Linked DNA regions of Zea mays: regions 1 and 2 are each linked to region 3. The links are chromatin contacts, called in public Hi-C maps. All regions are on one chromosome and are shown on one strand. The core of a region is the stretch at or near the end of the contact, and the rest is flanking DNA. Distances in the headings are between cores, read along the strand shown.

What was found. A called contact is a pair of places that touch in the nucleus more often than the background predicts.
Region 1: a contact with region 3 is called in a Hi-C map of leaf, with 4 times the contacts expected there. The contact joins the promoter of LOC100280644 here to the promoter of LOC100193340 in region 3. A contact is called at or near these places in 2 of 25 Hi-C or Micro-C datasets (leaf and tassel).
Region 2: a contact with region 3 is called in a Hi-C map of ear, with 2.2 times the contacts expected there. The contact joins the promoter of LOC103627645 here to the promoter of LOC100193340 in region 3. A contact is called at or near these places in 3 of 25 Hi-C or Micro-C datasets (ear, leaf and tassel).

What each region holds. Positions count from the first base shown.
Region 1 is chr5:210,858,465-210,863,450 of Zm-B73-REFERENCE-NAM-5.0, reverse strand. It overlaps LOC100280644 (ribose-phosphate pyrophosphokinase 4), which reads right to left and starts at 3,515. Exons shown (of 6, transcript NM_001153562.2): 1 at 3,301-3,515; 2 at 2,792-3,203; 3 at 2,632-2,700; 4 at 2,379-2,507; 5 at 883-982; 6 at 247-814. The coding sequence starts at 3,434. The coding sequence ends at 681.
Region 2 is chr5:210,472,483-210,477,052 of Zm-B73-REFERENCE-NAM-5.0, reverse strand. It overlaps LOC103627645 (3-hydroxy-3-methylglutaryl-coenzyme A reductase 1), which reads left to right and starts at 2,982. Exons shown (of 4, transcript XM_008647942.4): 1 at 2,982-4,106. The coding sequence starts at 3,268.
Region 3 is chr5:210,629,531-210,633,970 of Zm-B73-REFERENCE-NAM-5.0, reverse strand. LOC100193340 reads left to right here and starts at 1,810. Exons shown (of 18, transcript NM_001138475.2): 1 at 1,810-2,142; 2 at 3,183-3,355; 3 at 3,448-3,560; 4 at 4,103-4,291; 5 at 4,372-4,439. The coding sequence starts at 2,053.

The sequences.
Region 1 (4,986 bases), core at 2,266-4,765, 230 kb before region 3:
CCGCTATGATACTAAAATCTACTATCCAGCAGCATCAGCCAAAAAAACGACCACATTGATACTAGAATCTACTATCTCTACCATCCGGCGGCATTATCCTTGAAAAATAGCTTGTTTTAGAACAGCTCGGATAAGATAGGCAAGGGCAGGGTTAAAATGCAATGATGCTACATGCCCTTGCAGTCTTGCTCTTCATACGCAGGCTATCAAGTATCAACACAAACCAATTTGCTCGATGCATCCATGTAACAGTAAAATTCAAGGAGGCCAACATGTCATGGTTGCAATATGACCATCCAATCTAATAGAAATTCAATTAGGTTCATGTTCAGTTACATTGCACTATTTGTTCACAACAAAGCCCAGTACCTGAAGTTGCTAAACCGATACTCCGACGGGTCAGGAAAGTAAAGCACTGGTCTCGCGCACTTCAAACAGAAGTGAACATTGACAAATACACAGCTGTCAACAATTGAGTATCCAATGCCTGATTTTATTACAAACCACAGGGCTGTTTATGGAACCTTCAGGTACTTAACTTACTACACATTATTTGCTTTTCCAGGAACTGGAAACCAACTCTTACATTTAGGAAAAGCGGGAGCATTCCACCTCATAGTACAAGTTTCAATCTGGTGGGCATCAACAATCCAAGCCCATGCCCATCTACCAGTGTACGCTCATATCTGAAGAGCATCTGCAATTGAGCCAGCGAGGCTCAGAACCTCAAATGGAGGTCTTTGCCCAATAGCTTTTACTGTGTGTGGGCATGAGTCCGTGATCCAGAAGTAAGCAAATCTGTCACCTGGCCCAGCTGTGATTAACACATAATAAGCAACAAGAAAAATTCGGAATTGCTAAGTTGGATAAACTGCCAATTACCAGAACTAGACGCCATGAAACGTTCATATGACTGCTTAGGAAACACAGCATGAGTCACATAAGCACTGACTTTTGCAGCGCCATGCAAAGCTAGAACTTTCTGCAAAACAAGACATATTTTTTTTAAAAAAAAAGTGTCAGGTAATGTAAGCAGAATAAGTGATTCTTTGGAAGACAGAGTATATATGCCACTAAGGTCCAACTGAGAATTATTAACACTCATATTTATCAACTGGCGGTATGATAAACTACAGTAGTAAAAACAGTAAACCAGGTCTACCAACAAAGTGAGAGTTCAGAAGGACTAAAAAATAAACACAGGTTGAGCAAAAGAAGGCATTAGTGTTCCTTTTAGCTCTTATCATGACTCTTCGTTTATTCTTACTAGCAAAGTCCCCGTGTGTTGCTATGGTTTCCATTTATAAGTATAAAAGATAAAAACATGTGTGTTATGTTGGCTAGATGGGTGTGAATATGGGTTTAGAGCCGACAACCATGGTTCGAATCCTCATTTGTGTACAGTTTTAGCTCTTTTACCATTTAAATGTGGGGGAGCACGACGACGGTGGAAACCGTGAAAAGTGGTGCTCAGAGATTGGTCGCCTACATAAGGGGCTATCCAGACTAGTGGGCTGCAACACTCTTTTGTGGTTGGTTGTACAGGCCCTTATACAGGCTAGCACGCTGCGTGAAGCGCTTGTTGGGCTGCATCCACTGAAAGGAAACTCAGCTTGTACTAGGCTGTGCAGGCAGCGCGAGTGAAGTGCCTGCACCCGCCCCGCACGAGCCAATGCAATCCCTTCGCTCCCTCTCTGGCGTGCTCCGGTCTGTACCGCCATAGCCACGTCTCCCGTTCCACGACGGATGGAGTCAGGGGCGGACCGACATTATGGCCAGTGGGGGCACGGCCCCCACTCAAATTTCTGGTTCTAGTGGACTTGCTATCTTATTTACTGTAGCTACAAAAGGTTGTTAGTTAGTAGGTCTCTATTTAGGCCCCCACTCAGTATTTCGGACCCCACTCGGATTTCGGGCTAGGTCCGCCCCTGGATGAAGTGGTACACAAAACACTTGTTGTGCAGGCTACCAAACACTAAATGTTTCCCTGTATGAAGTCCAATTTGCAATGCGGGCTACCAAACATGATCTATGCACGTGCAAAGACAGGTATACAGGCCAAACCAAACACCACGTTGTTGCATTACGTTAGGCTGGATTAGCCTAGCCTGCACTAGGAGTCTAGGACCTTATGCAATCAACCAGTCAGACCCTATGTGCATTAAAGAGTATAACCCCCAGAATGGCACGACAATGTGCCCCTCTGCTGCTGTATCAAATGTATGAGATAGATAGTATTTCCTTCTTCCTTCCATGCTGTAGTATACGATATCGTATTTCCTTCCAGACTGAATAAATGCTAAGACAAGTAGATAAGTAAGCATTGCCATCTACTAGAACTACCATGAAGAAGCAATAGAATAACACATCCATCATACCTGGCATTCTCTAAGAGTTCCCCCAGATTGCACTAAATCATCAACAATAACAACATGACGGCCTTCAGGTAGTCCTTCCTTTATACGAACTATTCTCTTGTCACCTTCCCGAACCTTGTTACAGACTATCTATACAATCAAACAGACCAACATGAATGAAATCTACGACAAGAGAACTGAGTAATTCATGACAACACAAGGTATGTGAAACAAACAAAAGATGACATCCAAGCAAGAGAAGGCAACCGCTGACCATTGGAAAGTGCTGTAACAGCTTGTGGAACCGCTTCCACGCACCGTCATCTGGAAAGGCAATGGTGATCTGCACGCAACATGCCATGGGTCAGGACTGCAGTAAGAATTTATCCCTCAAAAAAAAGTTTGTTCGCACATTAGTGTATGCCACTACGCACATTTTCTGCGTCCGGGAGCTGGCGGAGGCGCTGCAGCAGGAGCGGGATCCCTGTCTCGAAGCATGGCAGGACGTCGTCCCCGAAGTAGAACCTCTCCTGGAGCGCGTGGATGTCGTAGATGACGACGCTGGTAGGCCCGCCGCGCGACTTGGGGATCATCGAGAGAATGCGCGCGAGGGTGAACGCGGTGGCGACATCGCCCTCCTCCTCAACGCGCTCGAATGAGCCCGTGGGGAAGAAAGGCAGCACGAGAGTGAATGAGGCAATGAATAGCTTGGGCAGCGCGAAGATGACGGAGATCTGCTCGAATATGACCGACGGCGAGCTGAAGGAGGCCAGGAACGCCACGTGCTGCCCACGGATGTCGTGCGCCTTGTTGATGAACAGGTTCGGGAACCCGTCGTCGAAGCTCCTGGTGGTGCGGCATCACATAACTCGAGGAATCAGCTTGCTCCACGAGATAGGTGAGGCGGGAAGAGGAAGCGGAGAGAAAAGGTAGGGTGGCGTACCGCCAGTTGATGGATTGGAGCTCGATGGCGTCGGAGCTGGCGGCGATCTTGAGGGCGAGCTCCTCGCATTCTGAGCAGTAGAAGAGGTGTATGTGTTTCTTCGCCTTCTGCTTCGCGGCGACGACGACCTCCATCTGCGGGTTTCGGCGGCGGCGGGGACTGGGGAGTGGGGAACCAAAAAGAACGGCGCGGGGAGGGGCAGACTCTGCTTTGACGGAACAGTTGGGGGTCGGGCGGTCGGCTTTATCGAGACGCGAAGTGCGCAACACTGCGAATATTTTCTTTGCTTGATTTTTGGAAGAGTCAATTCCTTTGCAACCATTATAAAAGATCCAAATTCCATATGAACCACTGGAATTTCTACCGTTCGTCCCATGCCATTGTCCAAGATTTTTTATCCCGTTTAAACCACTGCCGTCTCTTTTCGTGGTAACGGACGTTAACAGCAGCGAGGAAGGTCCGTTTTGCCCTTGGCGACTTGAGTCAAGTCCTTGTTGTTCAGGCCGCCGCCGCTCCCAGTTCTCCCGTGAGGCTCTTCTCTCGTTCGTGTCCCCCTGTTCTCCCCGCCGAACCCTAGATTCACAGCACCAAGGATGGGTTAAGCGAGGATGGGGAATCATGGTGGAGGACCAAGGTCCGGATTGGCGGGCGACATGGCACCGATGAGGTCCGACGACTGGCCTTCATGGCTTCCAGATGGGTAAGTGTGCCTCTCATCAGTCTTCCTCAGCTGACCAGCGGTTGGGGCGGAGGGCGGAGGCGGGAGGCGCCGGGGATCGGGGCCTGTGGGCTCGAGGTCGCGGCCGCGGCGGTGGGGGCTCGAGGCAGGAGCTGCGGCGGCGGGGGCTCGGGGTTGGGGCCACGGCAACTGGTAGGCCTCGGGGGCAGGGCTCTGTGTTCATCTGATTGAGTGTGTTTGACTCTGTTTTTATGTGCAGGTGAAGAAGAACCCACATTTGCATGAGTGCCATAGTACAAGGAGAAAAGGTCAGGTGAAGGGTGCAACCAAACATTGGCATTGTCAGTCCCTATGCCTTTGTCTATCATGATGCCATCAATGGAGGTTGCAGACAAGGAAGAGAATCAAGAAACAAAAAAAGAGGTGGCAGGACATGGGAAGAAAAATAAGAGAGAGCCAGAAGTCATCGGATCTCCTGCAATGGGAACTAGAAGCAAAGCCAGTTGCAGTGGCAGTCCTGCCATGGGAACTAGAAGCAAAAGAAAGCTCAATGTCTAATTGGAACTAGGTAGTCTTTTGTACTATTTTTTGGGTCTACTTGACTAGAATTGTGTTAATGTAGTGCTGTGGTCTATATGACCAAAACTGTGGCATTCTATGACCAAAACTGTGATGCTATGGTCTGGATGGCCAAAACATTGATGTATGGTCTGTATAACCACTTGTGTTTTCAATTTGCATTACTTTGCCATACATCTGGACACTGTTTATGCCATACATGTGGATACTGTTTATGTCATACATCTGAATACTGTTTATGCCATACTGGGCATTGGTTCTAGCACCAAGGTTTGGCGCCAAAACCAGAGCAGAGGGTCTGCCTCCTGTGGCAAGAAAGGGAAGATCCAATTTCTTTTTCACGGACCAAACCAGGGGCACACTGGTCCTTTCGTAATCCTGTTACCATCCGTTAGCACTAAATGGGACGGCAGTGGTTTAAACGGGAT
Region 2 (4,570 bases), core at 1,733-4,232, 160 kb after region 3:
TTTGCTTCGTTGCGTATATCGGGCTGCTTCAGCCCCACTCTGATGATATGTCCTGAGTTGTGGACCAACTCTTAAAGTTGATCGCCACCTTTATAGGTTTGTCTCGTTTAAGCAGATCTGGAATCATCTGATATATAAATGTGTTTACTAGTCTCCTGGGACTAGTAATTGTATCACATTTGAGTCCCAAAAGGATTGGGGCGCTTCACCATAGCAAGGAGAACTATCTTCCGCACTCCGAATTCATAATTATATATTTCTAACCCTAACCCCAAGTGAAGTGTGTGTTCAAAGTTTGTAATTTTCAGGTTTCGCCTATTCACCCCCCCTATAGGTGATTTTCAATATCGCCTCCCAATCCACCTATTCAAAACAAGCTGTGAAAAACATCATATATAAATGACGCATTGTTAAATTCTATACAACAAAATAATGAACAAAGAGATAGACGCAGAGCACAATTAATAAGTAGGGATGCAACAAGCAAGCACATAGACACAGCTGTGCAGAAAACTAATCTAGTGAATCTCTTGTGTTGATTTTCGCTACCAAGCAACAATCTCTTGGTCTAAGTTTCTCCATATGGTCTCTAGAAAAGATGCTAAGGATAGCTCACCTGAAACTGAAGATGCCAACAAAGTACTGTCTCCAGAAAGTAAGAACACTTTGCTGAACTGCTTAAGCAAGCAGGCACTTGTAGTTGCTACACATGAGAGTGCAAAAAACTTGCCTATTGATTATATCAAAATGCTTTTGCCTTGTTAAGAAGAGATGTGGCTCAAGGATCTCCAGGTGAAGCGACAACTTCTACACCACCACCAGCACACTTCATACTTGTTGTCATGTCTCTCCTAAAAGCTTTCTTAGTTTAGGGTTTTAGGGTTTTAGGGTTTAGGGTTTAGGGTTTAGCGACAACTTCTGCGCCCTTTCATGGAGAGCCGGTGCGTGGTCGACGGAGAGAGAGTGGATCTGAGCGCCTTCCATGGAGACCGAGGTTGGGGTCGCCGTGGACCGCGCCCTTCCATGGAGAGCCGGTGCGTGGTTGGCGTGGTGGAGGGGGAGGGCGCGGACGGTGGCGAAGCCATGTGGTGAAGATGTGGACGCCCACGGTATTGGCTTATAGAGTAGTAGAGATTTATATTTTTATTGTCCATCCATTTTAAACATAAGACTATTTTAAACTATTATATTTGTCTATTGTGGGTAGTTTAGTGAGATTATATTGTTTTAACGATTTAATTTAGTCTGTTCTAAATTTTTTTTGACTCTGACCTTGCTCGTACCACTTGTATACTTGGTATACACGATAGATATGATTAGGGGCGGACCTAGAGGATAGCCTAGGTAAGCCTTCGACTACCGGAGAATTTGGCTCCAAAACAAACTAGTACTCATCGTTTAGGTCTAAAGAAACAAATCTATGCATCTTGCAGCCTAATTAGATGAATTAAATGTATTAAGAGATATTTTGTTTATTTTCTGCTCATATATTGAATCGGTGAAAATTATATATATGCGGTACCGAATTATACATAGTATTATATGTCAAAAAAAATTGTGCTCGACTACCTTAAATTTAAATTCTAGATCGGGCACTGGATATGGATATGATAATGTGTCCATTTCCACGTAAATGTCACTTTGACTTCAGGTAGTGAGCGCTCGCGCACGAACCCGTCCTCCAATGTCTTGTCGCCTGCTTAACACAGCCACTAGCTTACGTTGGGAACAATTCAGTCATGCGTTTAGCGCTTCAGACGGCTCACCAACAGGTGTCATGATCGCCGCACCCTGGACGTCGGCAGACGCCTTCGTACACAAATCCATCGTCACGGCGGCAAGCGGCGGAAGTGAAACGGAAAGTCTGACCAAACCTCTCCGTCCTCTAGCTTGCAAGGAAAGAAAGGAAACGCTGAAACAGTGGGCTCGCCGAGGCGGCGGCGCGGGCACCGTGTCCGGCCCCTGTCCGCTCGTTTGCCAACATGCGAGTCGCGTTAAATTACAATGAGATTTAATACCCTTCCAATCTTTTTCGTTCAAGATACAGATAAACAAAATTTAAGGCTATCTTCATCAATATTCTATCTTATTGTTTAAACTTCACTCTACAAACAATGTTATTTACAGTTAAAAAATATTTTATATAGCTATGTACACACAAACACATACTTAAAATATACATTTATCCACATCAATCTACTCACTAAAATTAATACTAAAATTTAAAACGTATATAGTATAAGCATATAATATAATCTTATCATGTAATTTTGTGGTTTTTACTGCTCATCATGTTTTAATATAATACTGTTTTGATGGAATATAATACTACTTTAAACTATTACATATATCTGTGAGTGATTTAGTAAAATTATACCGTTATACTAGTTTGATTTAGGTTGTGTTTGGTTGGATGCACATGGAGGGATGAAAGGAGGCGGCCACCATTTCAATAGTGTTTGGTTGATGATGTGTTTGGTTTGGCTTTTGGCTTTGGCTTTTGCCCCCTAAAAGCCAAAAGTCAAACCAAAGGGTTGATGCAGGGAGCGGTTTTTTTCTAAAAGCCGACTTTCTCGCAGTGCAAAACTGAAAGCATCCTGGACCTGCTTTCAGTGGCTTTCGGATGGAACTGTGAAACATATATCGAAGAACTTTTAACGGCTTTTAGTGGTTTTCACCAAACGTTTTTTTAGCTTTTTAACAACTTACAGTCAACAACAGCTTTTTCTACAGCTCACAACAACTTTTTTTACAGCCACACAGTCCAACCAAACAGACCCTGAGAGTCACGTAGAGACGAAATAAACCCCGGATTAGTTTTTGGTGGCGGTGCAATCCAAAAAATCGAGGAAACGATGTCGCTCCTGCCTCGTTCTATTTTGACCTCAAATTAAACACATTCTTAGCCTCTGTTAGAAAAAGTTTAGGCTCCGTCACTGAATCTACTCCAACACCGAAACAGCCCCGTTTTAAAGTGGAACATGTCCAGACCGCCCGTGTCCGCCTCTTCCGACGCTGCGGCCTTGCGGATTCCGTGCACACCAGTGCGAGAAACCCCGCGGCCACTCCGCGTCCGTCCGATCAACGAATCGAACCCCCAGCAGGCCGCACAGCGCCGGTCCGGCATGCTACGCACTCTCCCGCAGCACCGGCAGCACGCACGGCACGACACACAATCGTCGCACGCGCCCCCGGTTCTCGCTCTCCGCTCGTAACCCCCTGACGGTGGCCCGTGGCCGGTTAAGCCCGAGGCCCGAGCGGCGGTGGATGGACGTGCGCCGGCTCGGAGGCCGCATCGCGGCGGCGCTGAGGGCGCTCGGCGCGGGGGGCTCGCTGTCGCTGCCCATCCCGGCGTGGATCACAAACGCCCTTGCGATGATCTCGCTCGTGCTCTCCTCCTGCGACCTGCTCCGCCTCTGCAGCGACAGGGACCGCCGGCTCCGGTTCTCGCTCGGCGGCCGCGAGTTCGTCACCGTGGTCTGCCAGCTGGCCTCCATCGTGTACCTCTTCAGCCTTTGCGGCACCGGCATCCCGTCTGCGGACCCCGAGACCCCCGCCCGCCGCGACCAGGGCGCCGGCTCCCCCGACCAAACGCGCGCCGCCGACGCGCCGGAGACATTGCATGGCGGGGACGAGGAGATCGTTGCCGCCGTGGTGTCCGGGGCGCTGCCGTCGCACCACCTCGAGTCGCGCCTCGGAGACTGCCGCCGCGCGGCCAGTCTGCGGCGGGAGGCGCTACGGCGGATGACGGGGCGGGGCGTCGACGGGCTCCCGCTCGACGGGATGGACTACCAGGCTATCCTGGGGCAATGCTGCGAGATGCCCATCGGGTACGTGCAGTTGCCGGTCGGGGTCGCCGGGCCGCTGCTCCTGGATGGGAAACAGTACCATGTTCCCATGGCTACAACCGAGGGATGTCTCGTGGCTAGCGTCAACCGCGGCTGCAGAGCCATCGCGGCGTCTGGGGGCGCCGTCAGTGTGCTGCTCCGGGATGCAATGTCTCGTGCGCCTGTCGTTAAGTTGCCGTCGATAAAGAGGGCAGCGGAGCTCAAGGCGTTCGTCGAGACAATTACCAATTTTGAGATTCTGTCTGCTGTCTTCAATAGGTAAACATCCTTTTCCATTTGTCGACCTGAAGATTGCTTGCTTACTTAAAATGGGATATGAATCTGCTTAACTAATACTAACTACTTATAGAGGACAGTGCGGGGGTACACTGATAGTAGTTAAAAATGCATTCCCTTGATGCACCTTTTAAATATCCCTTGTGCTGTTTGACTATTGTCATGATGTTGGCGGCTAGAATGACATGGTATTAATATATTGGTCAGGTGATTGCCCACAAACCAAGTGTCCTTTTCTTATTTGGGTGATGATGATAGGAGGGACTGCCCAGCTTATTAGCTTATCCTAACTTCAACATGCACTGCCTGAGGCAACAGCAATCACCTCCTATTGTAGTATCAGTGGCATTATGTACTTATGTTTCCTTATTTCCCGGGTTTTGTTATTGGCCATTTGCGAATGATGCATGTTTATGCTTTCTGAAATGTTGTCCTTGAATTGTCGT
Region 3 (4,440 bases), core at 561-3,060:
ACCAGCATCCCGTTGGCTGGAGTAGGCTACACTGCCCTAGCGAACCACCTCCGCGCGACAACGTGGCCGCCCAAGTTTCGGCCACATCTGCCAGAAAAATACGATGGTACGACAAACCTGTCAGAATTCCTGCAGGTTTATGTCACTGCCATTACGGCAGCGGGTGGAGACACTGCCGTATTGGCAACCTATTCCATGTAGCCCTGTCTGGACCAGCCCAGACTTGGCTCATGAACCAAGCCCCAGGATCCATCTACTCCTGGGAAGAGCTCTGTGCGCGGTTCGTGGCAAACTTCGCCAGCGCTTACCAGCGGCACGGAGTGGAGGCACACCTCCACGCAGTGAGACAGGGATCCGAGGAGACCCTCCGAGCGTTCATTTCCCGCTTCACCAAGGTACATGGGACAATCCCCTGTATCTCGGATGCATCCATGAACACTGCTTTCCGCCAGGGGGTACTGAGAGCACCTAGAGGGGGGGGGGGTGAATAGGTGATCCTGTAAAAACTTGAAACTTAATCCACAAAACTTGATTAGGAGTTAGCACAGTAAAGCCAAGTGGCTAGAGAGGAGTTCTTGCAATAGCCACAAGAAGATCAACACAGATAGGCACAGTGGTTTATCCCGTGGTTCGACCAAGTCCAACACTTGCCTACTCCACGTTGTGGCGTCCCAACGGACGAGGGTTGCACTCAACCCCTCTCAAGCGGTCCAAAGACCCACTTGAATACCACGATGTTTTGCTTTGTTTACTATATCCCGCTTGCGAGAAATCTCCACAACTTGGAGCCTCTCGCCCTTACAATTTGATGTTCACAAAGAAGCACTGAGTAAGGATGGGATGAGCAACGCACACAAGACACAAAATCAGAGCACAAACACGCACACAAGTCACAACTCGAGCTCACAACACAACCCAAAGAGTTATCTACTCAAATGGAGCTCTAGTTGCTATCACAAAGAATCGAATGCACGGAATTGGAGTCTTGGTGCTTAGGAATGCTTAGAGAATGCTTGGTGTTCTCCTCCATGCGCATAGGGGTCTCTTTTATAGCCCCAAGGCAGCTAGGAGCCGTTGAAAGCATTCCAGGAAGACAATTCTTGTCTTCTGTCGCCTGGCGCACCGGACAGTCCGGTGCACCACCGGACACTGTCCGGTGCGGATTTCTTTCCTTCTTTGGCGAAGCCGACCGTTGGAGATTCAGAGCCGTTGGCGCACCGGACACTGTCCGGTGCACACCGGACAGTCCGGTGCCCCCTTCTGACCGTTGGCTTTGCCACGCGTCGCGCACGGATTACGCGGCCGACCGTTGGCCCAGCCGACTGTTGGCTCACCGGACAGTCTGGTGCACCACCGGACAGTCCAGTGATTTATAGCCGTACGCCGCCGACGAAACCCGAGAGCAGCCATTTCGCCAGAGTCAGCTTGGCGCACCGCCGAACACTGTTCGGTGCCCCACCAGACAGTCCGGTGCATCCAGACTGCGCAGAGTCTTAGCCCAAATTGATCTTTTCTATGAAAAGTTATGTAGGTTAATACCAAACACATATTAAGAGGCTCTCTATAATAAACCTATATTTTTTATATTAAGAGAAAAAGTTATTTTTTTATTGTTGTTGTCTATCTCTCTTTAGGTTTACACCGTTGCAAGATCATAAAAGATCTTTAGCATCTTTCCGCGGAATATAATATGTACGATAACGTTGAGTCAAGGCTAACACAGACAACAAAGTTATTAAGGTTAGTTCTACTAATCATTATCTAAATAAACTAGCTAACAATAAATTTGTATAGTATTTTCTAAATTTTATACGGTCAGCTGATACTCTTGCTGACACTCGAAGTTTGAAATGAGAGAGCTCATGGCGTGAGCGAGGGGTTGCAGGCAGCGCTCGCCTCCGCCCTTCTGGTATAAAAGCCTCTCACGCCGCACCCACATTTCTCACATCACAGTGCGGGCGGCGGGCGCCACTCTCACACCTACCAGGAAACCAATCAAAACTTAAAACCAATCGAAATTAGACCGGCGACGAGGATTAGCGCTCGCCGGCGATGGATTCTGACTACGGCGTGCCTCGCGAGCTCTCGGAGGTGCAGAAGAAGCGCACGCTCTACCAGCCCGAGCTGCCCCCCTGCCTCCAGGTACGCACCGCCAACGCACCTCCTCGTTACTCCTGCTACGTTCCGCGCGTGCGCCATTGCCCGCCTCCGGGTACAGATCTGCGATCTCTCAGGTCATGCGGCGCCAGATCCCGCATTGTCCTCCCGCCAGATCGGTTTGTTCCGTCGGCGATGATTTTTACGGTTCACCGTTCACGTACTCCCGATTTGTTTATTCGGGATCAGGACACAGTGCGTATCTGAGTATCAGTTGCGCTGACTGGTGAGACTGGATCTGGATTGTAGTGAACGTGGCTGGCGATGAACGTCACATCTGGATCGCGGTGCTGTCCTGTATTTTAGATCGGTTTTCATATCTGACTCGAGGGATGATTTGTTTTTTTATGCTGTCGTGGTTCATCTGTTTTATAGTGGCTGGTAGCAAATTGCAACTGGGAGTTAACTGACGAAATTATTCTGCAGCAATGATGATGGACCATCTTCCTGTACTCATGGATCCTAACTTAGGACTCGGTAGTCGCTATCAAATTGACCTTCTCATGTCTGGAATCACTTTTGAACTCTTTCATGTCTGGAATCACTTTTGAACTCTTCTCATGTCTGGAATCACTTTTGAACTCTTCTCATGTCTCGAATCACTTTTGAACTCTTTCATGTCTGGAATCACTTTTGAACTCTTCTCATGTCTGGAATCACTTTTGAACTCTTCTCATGTCTGGAATCACTTTTGAACTCGTCTATATGGCTACTCTCAATAATTTTCTGCGTCAAATTGACTTCTCTTGTATTTGGGTCCTTGGGGGCACCACTTTTTAACTGGTTCCTAGATGGGAAGAGCTTCCAATAGATTTCCAGAACAAATTTATTGTGGTTTTCTGACTTTCTGTTAGAGTTAGCGTCTTTTCTTGTGTTTGGGGCCTTGGGGCACTTCTTAACTGGTTCTTATACAGGAAGAGTTGTCAATAGATTTCCAGAACAGATTTCTTGTGTGTTTCTGTTAGAGTTAGCTCAGTTCACACACTAGGAAGTAGGAATGTATTTACTGATTGCATGTAATTCAGGGCACCACTGTCAGGGTGGAGTATGGTGATGCTGCAATTGCAGCTGACCCGGCAGGTGCTCATGTGATCAGCCATGCATTCCCTCATACCTATGGGCAGCCTATTGCTCATTTTCTCAGGAAGACAGCTGTTGTCCCTGATGCTAAGGTCATATCTGAACACCAGGCGGTCAGGTACATCTTTCATGTTCCTGTACATGAAAATTATTTTTGTGTTGCAAATATCATCTCTCTCAAAGATCCAATCCCTTTTGTTCCAAGTGCAGGGTTGGCATTGTCTTCTGTGGCAGACAATCCCCAGGAGGCCACAATGTTGTTTGGGGGCTCTATGAGGCTATCAAGGCCCACAACCAAAACAGCAAACTCATTGGTTTCCTTGGTGAGTAATTTGATACTTTTCGGTAATCACCTAGAGCATCACATCGTCTACATTGTCTTCACTTTTTAATTCCAATTTGATTCTGCTGACTAGCACTTGCTTCAACATGAGTCCTAAAAACTGTGCATTTGGTTATTGCTGATTTTTTGGCTCATACTAATAACTTTGTTCGTTTATTTGAATTAGATTAGTAGATAATCAACTACACAAAGTTGATGTATTGTTTTGTGTTCAGTCATAAATGTGGATGGCATTTTGAAAATCTTCGACCCAACTTTCATGGGTTTGTTTCGTCAAACTAGCAGCATATGCAGGCATTTCTTAGGTTTGCAGTCCAAAGCTGATGACATTACTAATATGCATATAGATACCAAAACTTTGGGAGACACCTTATGTCCTGCGCTCCTGGCCCTTGACTTTCTTGGGCCTTAGTTTGTCTAGCCCTTGCTTTCTCTTGCTTGCCAGAGCTGAAATTTAGATGCATGCCTAACATAAACTGAAAACTTTTGATGTTTTCTGACACATTTATCTTGTTGAAACAGGTGGATCAGATGGTCTGCTAGCACAGAGAACCTTGGAGATCACTGATAAAGTTATTGCTTCATATAAAAATCAAGGTGGATATGACATGCTTGGTCGAACAAAGGATCAGATTAGGACGACAGAGCAGGTCAATGGTGCTATGGCTAGTTGCCAAGCTTTGAAGTTGGATGCTCTGGTTATCATTGGAGGTATGCTGTGTTTTTTCATCTACTAAGATTTCGGTAGTGTACATTTGTCTCATTAAAATTTTGATTGTCATCTTTTGAAGGTGTCACTTCCAACACTGATGCTGCTCAACTTGCCGAGACATTTGCTGAGGCAAAGTGTGCAACAAAGG